Regions from separate parts of the Mus musculus genome. Here region 1 is linked to region 2. Evidence: chromatin contacts called from public ChIA-PET data. All regions are on one chromosome and are shown on one strand. The core of a region is the stretch at or near the end of the contact, and the rest is flanking DNA. Distances in the headings are between cores, read along the strand shown. Region 1 holds the start of Fam133b (family with sequence similarity 133, member B). Region 2 overlaps Cdk6 (cyclin-dependent kinase 6).

What was found. ChIA-PET counts read pairs in DNA pulled down with a chosen protein or histone mark.
Region 1: a contact with region 2 is called in an RNA polymerase II ChIA-PET map of effector CD8 T cells, with 24 read pairs. The contact joins the promoter of Fam133b here to the enhancer-like site in region 2. A contact is called at or near these places in 2 of 39 promoter capture datasets (embryonic stem cells and macrophages), 1 of 484 Hi-C or Micro-C datasets (bone marrow-derived macrophages), 4 of 115 datasets of contacts at active chromatin or transcription factors (bone marrow-derived macrophages, effector CD8 T cells, embryonic stem cells and 1 more) and 3 of 9 other capture datasets (adipose tissue, liver and macrophages).

What each region holds. Positions count from the first base shown.
Region 1 is chr5:3,541,830-3,546,561 of GRCm38.p6, reverse strand. Fam133b (family with sequence similarity 133, member B) reads right to left here and starts at 2,729. Exons shown (of 11, transcript NM_001042501.1): 1 at 2,615-2,729. The coding sequence starts at 2,638.
Region 2 is chr5:3,380,343-3,385,140 of GRCm38.p6, reverse strand. All of the region lies in intron 2 of Cdk6 (cyclin-dependent kinase 6), which reads right to left. Among named protein-coding and RNA genes, the nearest start is that of Gm29868, 30 kb to the left of the region's middle. Within about 2 kb of position 1,375, at least 60 of the 459 cell types and tissues checked have an H3K27ac peak or open chromatin away from gene starts, as enhancers often do. A contact at or near this core is called in bone marrow-derived macrophages and effector CD8 T cells, where this site is marked.

The DNA.
Region 1 (4,732 bases), core at 1,480-3,979, 160 kb before region 2:
AAACAACAGGAACTAAGGCACTTTGAGCTTCAGCCCTTTACAGATACCAATGCAGGACTGTAACAAAAGTACTTTGGTCTTGCCAGATACTGGTAACAGGAGGCTACCCATGCGTGGGAGTGCAGGCAGGCAAGCTTTCACACATGCACAGAACTCTCTGTCCCTTCAAGTGTTCTGTGAACCCAAAGCTTCTCTAAGAAGGGCTGGAGAGATGGCTCATAGGTTAAAGTGCACACTTGTAAAGGACTCAAGTTCAGTTCTCAGTAGCTTCAAAGGCTGTAAGTACAACTTCCAAAACAAACAAACAAACTCCACAACAGAACAAAATAAAAATTACAGTTCAGGAGAGAGAGAGAGGGCTCAACTCACCAAAACATTTTTATACCCAAGTCTGAGGACCTGAGTTTGATCCTGGTAATCTACATGGTAAAGGAAAAATTCTTGCAAGTTGCTTGCTGGCCTTCATAAGCTTACCGTGGTAGGTGTGCACACAGACACACAAAATCAATAAATATGAATAAAGCCAAAACAACTGTTCAACACGAGATCTAAAGGGGTTTCTGTTTGTTTTTAATTTGCATCTATCTTTGTGTCCCTGTGTGTAGCGGTCACAGATATCACAAGAGGGCTCTGGATCTCCTGGAGCTGGCATTATAGTGGGCTGATGTAGGTACTGGGAACGCAACTTCAGCCCTCTGCAAGAGCAGCACAGACTAGGCCTCTGGCTCTTGCTTTTAATCCCAATATTCCACAGGCAGAGCAGGCACAGGCCAGCCTAGTCAGGTCAGTCAGGGACAAACACAGAGACCATCTCAAAACAAGCAAGCAAGCAAATATTAATAGGAAGGAAGAACGGAAGGATGGACGAATGGACGGATGGATGGACAGTGGCCTGTGCTCCTACTCTCCAAGCATTACCCCAGTCCTCTAAAGGATTGGTTGCTTTGCTTTTGTTTTGTTTTGTGTTTTTTAATCCCCAATCCTATAATCTTTAAAACCATGAGGGCATCACCAATGTAAGAAAAAGAACTGGATTGCCTCTCAATTTCTGGAGAACAACAACAAACGTCAGAACAGGTAGTATTTTCAGAGGCAGACACTCAAACTCTAGTCCTGGAAAACTATGGAGCTAGTAAAGAGAACAGTGATTGTGGTGGATTGAGGAGCAGGTGTGACTGAAGCAAAGTCTTTCAAAGTGGTGGCAATGCATCATAGTGGCTGATGTCATTAGTAACGTGTCTAAAGACACACTATGCACAGTATCATAGGATTATGTGATTCCTGAAAGATAACTGCACGTTCACCTGTATCTCTACGGTGGGGGATGTTGATGATGGAGAAGCTGTCTATGTGTGGGACCAGGATGTATAGGATAGCTGTGGTTTAAAAGTCCTGTTAAAAAGTGAGACTTTGGGGCTGGTGGTGGTGTGGGGGGCTGGGGGAGATATCAAGATCCATGAGGACTGAACCAAGTAGCAAATGATACAAGTTCTGGTCACAGTTTAAGCATCCTTACCCTGCCCTAAGTATTAGTTCTCCATTACATCTCCAACACCTCCCACCTTTTGATGTAATGTTTTCAGTCTTAGAATCTTTTAAGTGCAAACAAAATGCTACTAGAACATATTGTGCGATGACAACAGAACAGAACAGTACAGAGCTGTCAACACCCTCCAGTAAACGAGACTAATTTCATAGGTTTTGAAAATGCCTTAAGGAATGTGTAAATAAAAATTTCCAGTAAAATGAAAGTCTGGATTTCAGTAAGAAACTGTAATAATGTCTGTAAGCAAGCCTATAATCTTTAAAACAACGATAGCATCATTAATAACAACAAAACAAAACAGAAAAATCTCCAGGAATCAGGTGAGATGTGTCTGAGGACATTAATAGTCCAAGCACTATGTCGAACTCTGGATGCCCACACACATAGACCATTTCAACTGGTCTATTCTATTCTATTCATCTCAACTCCATTCATTCTACGGTCTCGTCCTGAAGCCAGGAGGAAAGTACATTCCTGCACAGTGCGAGCAAGGTTAGTGGCCACCGAGCTTCCACGACAGAACCACAAGAAACTAAAACGGACGTTTTTTGTTGTTGTTGTTGTTGTTTTTTGTTTTGTTGTTGTTGTTGTTTTTAAGACAGAGCGGGGAACACTGTCATTTCCCGGGCAGCTCTTTAGGTACCCACTCGCGTTCGCTTGGGCAGTTGCCTTTGTGGTCAAGCGGTGACTAAGGAGGACTCCCATTCCCACAGGTAGAAACTTGGGTTCAGAAGTCACTAACTTCCGAGGGCACTGGAGTCTAGAGTACCCCAAAGCCCTCATCCCTGTCCCCCACCCCCATCCCCGTGGTCCCGCTGCGCTGGGTCTGGGCCTCTCGGCACCGGCGGCTCCGGCTCACAGCCCTTACCGCTGCGGGGCGACAGGCCCCAGGGTCGGCCGAGCAGGACGCTGAGGACCGGCAAGGCGCACGCGCATCGCACGGCGCGGGGTCTCGGGGCCCCAAGTGCGACGCGGCCGCCAGCCCCGCCGCGACGGGCGACGGCTTCCGCTCGTTCGCCTGCCGCCCGGCCCCGCCTCACTGCTCCGTTTTCCCCGCCGAATACTCACCACGCGATTATCCCGTTTCCCCATGGTGGCCGGCTGAAGGCGCGGGAAGCCGCCGAGGGAGCAGGCCCGAGAAGAAGCCGAAGCGGCCCGCCGCGAGTCCTCTTACCACCTCTATGCCCCGCCCAGAGAGCGGCGCCCCGCCAATCCGGGGAGACCGTATGCGCCACGGCGCCCCCTGGTGGTGCGGAGGACAGCCCGGCGCTAGCGACCGCCTGCGGTTCCCAGGAGCTGCAGCAGGATTCCTGTGACCCACTTAACCATTCCTGAGCAGGACCCACTCTGTAGTCAAATCGGTAACTCAGTTCCTGGGTATCCAATGCCCTCTTCTGACCTTTGTGGGTACCAGGCACACGCACTGCACACCTGTAGGCAAACACATAAAGTAAGTCTAATGGAAAAAATTGTCATAAAACTTAAAAAAATGAGTCTGGGACCAGTCAAATATAGTTAAGACATAATCCTTATCTTTAAGGGGTGTGTTTATTAACTCATAGGGGGAGATAAACACACACAGGTTAGACTTTACTGCTTTGGTGCTATGGGATTATCTGGATTGGACTTAAACTTCAGAAGTGGTCTAGACTCTAGAGACTAATTAATACACCATATTCTCTGACTATTCACAGGCTTAGAAAAAGTGACTTATGGATTCATGTCAACATGAATGCATCAGGAATAAAATCGATCAGAATCCTTTCTGAAATTTTAGAAAATGGAAATATGGGACTTTCATTATACTGAAGAAAATCCTTTAGCCTTTCCCCAGACCTCATGGATATGAGGTGAGGGGTGGGTGGGTAGACATCATGAGTTTGAGGCTATTTTGAGCAACAAAGTAAGTCCAAGTCTGATCTGGGTAACTTAGACATTGTGTAAAGTAAAATTCAAAGGGAAAAAGGCTGGTATATGCTGCAGGATATGTGATCACACTGTGAAACCTGAGATTGTATTATTTACTAAAAAACAGTTGTTTCTAGTTGTGGTATGACTCAGCACTTAGAACACAGTTTTAATCCCAAACAGTGAAGGTAAAGTTAGTTTGTAGAAGGAAGCACCCATATTTGAAAGTTATGTGTAATTGAGTGGCAGACAAAGTGATGAATCAGAGAACAACCTGACAAAATAGACTATATAGAATATGCCCAACTGTCAGGAGAGAGGCAGTGAAGCCACTTAGGAGAGCAGTGCAGAGAGAAAGCGAGGAGAGAGGCAGTTTTACTGAGATGGGTTGAAAAGAGAACAAGCTAGACACGGGTGAAGACAGAATGAGTCAGAGAGTGAGAAGGAGCCAGAAGATTAGAACAGGTTGCCAGAGTTAACTCGGGGCCAATCAGAGCAATTCAGTCAGAAAGTGAGAGAAGCCAGTTAGAACCAGTCAGCTTGGAGAGGAATTTGAGCCAGAACAGCTGAATTGAACCAGCCAGTCAGAGTTCAGAAAGAACAAGAGAGGGTGAATATTTTCAGCAGTAACTTATCAGAGCCTGTAAAACATTCTAGGCCTATATTAGATTGCACAGAGGCTTCCAGGACCAGGCCTAGGTTAGCAGACTGAGGCAGTAAGCCTCAGAGATGACATTTAATTTAGGGAAATAAAAGTTTACGAGTAACACCAGTGACAGTGATACAGCATTTACCTAGCATGTGCGAGGCCCTGCATGGAATCCAGTACCTCAAAGAAAATCTTCTTCTCGCTGACAGAGACTCTCTCCTTTCTCACCCTCTATTGTTGCAACAGATATTCCAATCTCCACTTTCTTTCTTAAAACGGTCCTGTATTAGTTTGGATGTAATTGGTCTCCATAGGCCCATAGGGAGTGGTGCTATTAGAAGGTGTGGCCTCGCTGGAGTGGGTGTGGTCTTGTTGGAGAAAGTGTCTCGATGGAGGCAGGCTTTGATGTCTCCGACTCCACTATGGCCAGTGACACAATTCTCCTTCTGCTGCCTGTGGATCAACATGTAGAACTCCCAGTTGCTTCTCTAGCACCATGTCTGCCTGTATGTCACCATGCTTCCTGCCATGATGATAATGGACAACCCCAATTAAACGTTGTTCTTTATAAGAATTGCCTTGGTCATGATGTCTGTTCACAGCAGTAAATCCCTAAGACAGTTCTCGAA
Region 2 (4,798 bases), core at 126-2,625:
CCACCTTGGAACTGCCCAGCCCACACGGGTATGCACCACACACACAAAGCTGTCTGTTTTTGTAGAAATATAGTGCTTTAATTATGGAACACAAACTCAATGCTTTCCCTATTGTCCCTCTTCAGCATGTTAAGTATCAAATTAGGTTCTCTGAACTGCGTTACAATGTTTCATTTTTAAAGCAGCCGTTTTGAGTTGTGGATGGGTTTTGTAAACAGTCATCAAATAAATTCTAGATAGGGGTTAGGACAGAATCTCAAAATATTTCTGAAGTGGCCCTAATCTAAAAATGCTTTGTCATTTTGTGTTATGTATTTATTCAAAATGGTGTTCTCAGCGTTGACAACTAGAAAATCAAAACGTTGACCAACTCTGAAAAACATAGAATACTGTCTTTTATATCACATGCTCAGCCAAGAGTTACTTTTTTAAAAAAAATAACAAGCCCGTCCACCTCCCTAAAAGCACAGTTTTGTCTTCAGTAAACTGTAAAACTGTATGTATTTCAGAGAACCATCTCACAGTATAATTATCCAGCTTATTACTGGCACATGTCTCACTTATGTATCTATTTTATATACTCATATACTTGGGGTTGCAGAATATTTCTTGGGCAGAAAGGGTGCAGGAGTGGAAAAGGTTTAGGGCGCACTGCTCTCTGTAACTGGACTTCTCTGACTCTATGGGAGACTATTGACTATTTACTGACTGGGACTGGCTCCTCCATTAGTTCATCATCCTGGCAACAGCAATGCCCAGCAGCATAGCTGACAGACTGTGAGTTCTTAAAGAACTCCTATTGGAGGGGCAAGGGAGGCAGTGCTTGCCTCTCGTGTGAGAAGCCTTGTGTGTGAGCCTCAGCATGCTACAAACAGAACATGTTGGCATACAACACACACCTCACAGGGCGAGGGCAGGTCCAACCTGCCCTCATCAGAAGGCCAAGGGCACCACCAGCTGCTACACAGGGAGTTCAGGGCCAACCTGGGACAGTTTTAGGGAACTAACTTCTATCTGAGGTTTCTGACCTGACCAGAGACATGTTATGGAGCAAAAGAATACAAAGGAAGAAGAGACAGTCAAGCCATCACTCACAGAAATCTGGAACCTGGGACAGGAGAGGAAATGAGAGAGACTGAAGGACTTAACAAGTAATATAAAGATACCTAGTTCAATTAATTAAAGGCTGAATCCAATGCCTAGGGGGATGCACCTCTGAAACCCACAATTAAACAAACCCCTTCCCATCAGCTATTGGTGGAAAGTCAAAATACACCACACAACAAATTAACAGAAACCTCAGGTGAGGGAAAGCCCTTATGCAAATCTAATGGGGGAGGCAGGAAGTCAGCATCCTGTGTCCCTCACCAGGGTACTCCTCCAGCTGTAGTGCCTACCAGCAAGTCCACAGTTCATCTTTCAGGGCCCTCAGCACTGCAAGGTCTACTTTCAGCTTCTACTTACAGGCCCTTGGCAACTGTGCTTCTGTTAGGTTTTACGTTCCCCCCCCCCCACACCCACCAAAAAGTGTTTCAAGACGAACTGGGAATCCCCTAAACTGGGCAAGTTTACAAGATGTAATTCGCACTACAGTAAATGCTGAGAATAAAGCAAACAGTACAACTTCTGTGTATGGAAACATTCCTGAATATGACCAGTGAGAACGGGTGCAACAGCTAGATCACAAATCCGCTACTGAGGATGGTTCCGTGGTAGATGGGATTCTGGGATGCCTTCATCTTGCTTTGCTCATATTCACAATGAACCCTTCAAATGAACGTAGAACAACAGAATCCAGGGCTTCCCGGTGTCCTGCAGCAAGCACTAGCTGAGTCTCCCCATTACTGAATGCAGCTCTTCAAATCTGGCCTGCACCAGAGGCAGAGAAGAATCAGGTTGCAACCTCACTCAGGCTAACTGCATGTTATTTTTGTGGGGGAAGAAAGAAAAATGATATTTTAAAACAGAAACAAGAAAACTCCTAAAACCCCTAGTTTTTGCGTTGTAGGAAAAGACAATAGCAACAAGGACAGAAATAAGCTCTGAGTTACCCTATGGATCTTTAGGTCCAGAATTCCAGGACGGGGGGGGTGGGGGGGTGGGAGAGGGCAGCACCTAAGCAATGAGGAGTTGGTAAATTTGGCTGAGTCCAGAACTAATGCTTAACCGTTGTGAAAATTCAAAAGGAACATAAAGCTGCTTGTGCCAAAAGAAGAAGCCTGCCTGCCAGCTGCACCCTCCTTGGGTCAAGATTTGAATAAAGAATAATTCACCAACCACAGCTACAGCTCATCACTGCCTTATCGCTTGAAGTCTCTATCAAGCATGGCAAACTTTTTAGCTTACACAGATCTCCTTAAATGACAGTTAACTTCAACCACACAAAGCATCTGGGTCGAAATTCAGAACCCCAAACCCATGCACCCGGGGAGAAGGGGACCCCAGTCCAAGGCATCACAAGCAAGTGAAGAGTACAGAACAGCTAACTTTAAAAGCAGCTTTGACCTGGAAGCACCTGTCCATTTGCCTTTCATCATCTCCACTGCATTCAGTGCCGAATCTGACACGCAGTGAGTGTTCAGGAAATGGCAACTGAATGGATGGAAGTTTCAAAATGACAGCTCCGGACAAGGTCGGGGCAAAGCAGAAGAGAAGGTGCTCCGAGCCCCTAGCGAGCAAGCCTCTGTAACTGAGGCTGAAGCAAGGAGGCCAGAGCCGCCATCCTGCATTCATTGTGAAACTCTTACGTGTGTGTTCCCGGTTTGCCACCTAACTTGTACAGATTCTCACTGACATCTTAGTGTTCACACAGCAGCAGCCCTACAGGATGGTCCTTGTTTTTGACATGTGCCACCATTCATAAAGCCAAAAGGCAAAACCAAGAGAAATATCCATCAACTAATGGAGAAAGAAATGTATCACACCAGTGCATGGAATCTTACTTGGTAACAAAAAGAAATATAGATACATAATATGCTGGATAAACCTCGAAAAGATTCTGCTAAATGAAAGAATCCAGTCGTGAAAGTGGCGTGATTCCATTCGTATGAAGTGTAGAGAAACAGGCTGGACACAGAGTCAAAAATAGACTGAGATAGGATTGGAGCACAGAGGTTGCTGGGAGAAAAGGGAACAAACGCTTATGTCCACTTGGTTTCTTTTGAGAGGGATGAAAACATTCTAAATTTAGGTCATGGGGATAGTTACACAATCGTGGTAAACGAACTGGCATGATCACTAAACGACACACTTGCACAGGTGAACTTTATGGTGTTCACACTGTATCTTTATGAAGATGCTTAAATACAAGTCAAAACAAATAAGAGGAAAAGACCAGCAGAGAAAGGCTTTGTACAGTGTTGGGAGCAGATTTAAACTTCTGCTCTGTTACAAAAAAATTGAGAGTCAGCAATGTAGATCTCACGTGCTATCACCCCTGGTGTCTACACACATACACCAGACAACACACACACACACACTCCAGACACAATGCACACTCAACACACATACACACCAGACACAACACACACAGCAGACCACACACACACACTATACACATACTACACATACACACCAGACACAACACACACAAAAGACCACACACACACCAGACACAACACACATACATACACCAGACCACACATATCAGACATTACACACACACATACCACACATACATCATACACATACCAAACATACACACTAGACACAACACATGCACCAGACACAACACACACAAAAGACTGCATACCACACGTACACACCAGGCACATACATGCATACACACCACACATACATCATACATACACCACATACCATACAAACAAAATACACATAACACACATCACACACACATAAGGAGGGCAGACTGAGAAAAATGCTCAGAAAATACACACACACATAGAAAATTGAAAAGCTAAAGACTACTGGTCTCTTGCCCTCTTGTGCTTGCTCTTTGACTGGTTAGAAAAATGACACAGGGCAATTCACCAAAAAGGGCTTGAAAAAGATATTCTGGTTCCAAGAATAGAAGAGTTAAGAGGTATTTTTAAAAGTGAACAGCTTTGGCTTGAGTCACATACAGTGCGGAACATTCTGGATAACTGTCAACATTCAGTTCTCATTCCATTTCTGAACTGTAAAAGCCCCGTTTTCCAGCCTGGGCCTTTCTTGAGGAAAAACGATAGAGCAGCCAAAGCTAGGAAGCCACGTGTGATGAAGACTGTCTGCACAGTCTTAGGAGGATAAACAAGTCTGACTATGCCATACCCACCCCTAGACCGTGAGCCATGTTATCCCAGCCCGCACTAGTCCACTCAGGTACCTACGATTAGGCTCTCTCCAATACAGTAACCCTGCAAGTCGTCTCCTTTTAAGGAACAACGAATGACTATTAAATTGTAACATAAAAGAAATAAGCAAAAAAATCTAGTAACACTAACAGAAACAATCAGTGACGCAATATTCCAGGTTGTCCAACATGGGCTCACACCAGTGTGAGACCAGATGGTTTCTTTTGCTCTAATGATAAAACAGTACAGCATCTGCAGAGTGTTTTGAAAATGCCCCCCATTACTCAGGAATGCTAACTGGTAAGGATCTTTCTGTGTGTGTTCACACACACATACACACACACACACACACACACACACAACGTAGCTCTATGATACAGATCTACACTTACTGGGCAGAGAAGGCTTTCACAATGTCCTGCAAGCTTGGAAGAGTTTGTCCCATGTGATTCCATATATATAAACAGAACAGCACAGGATAAGTTATGTTGCTGTTAGTGCTTATC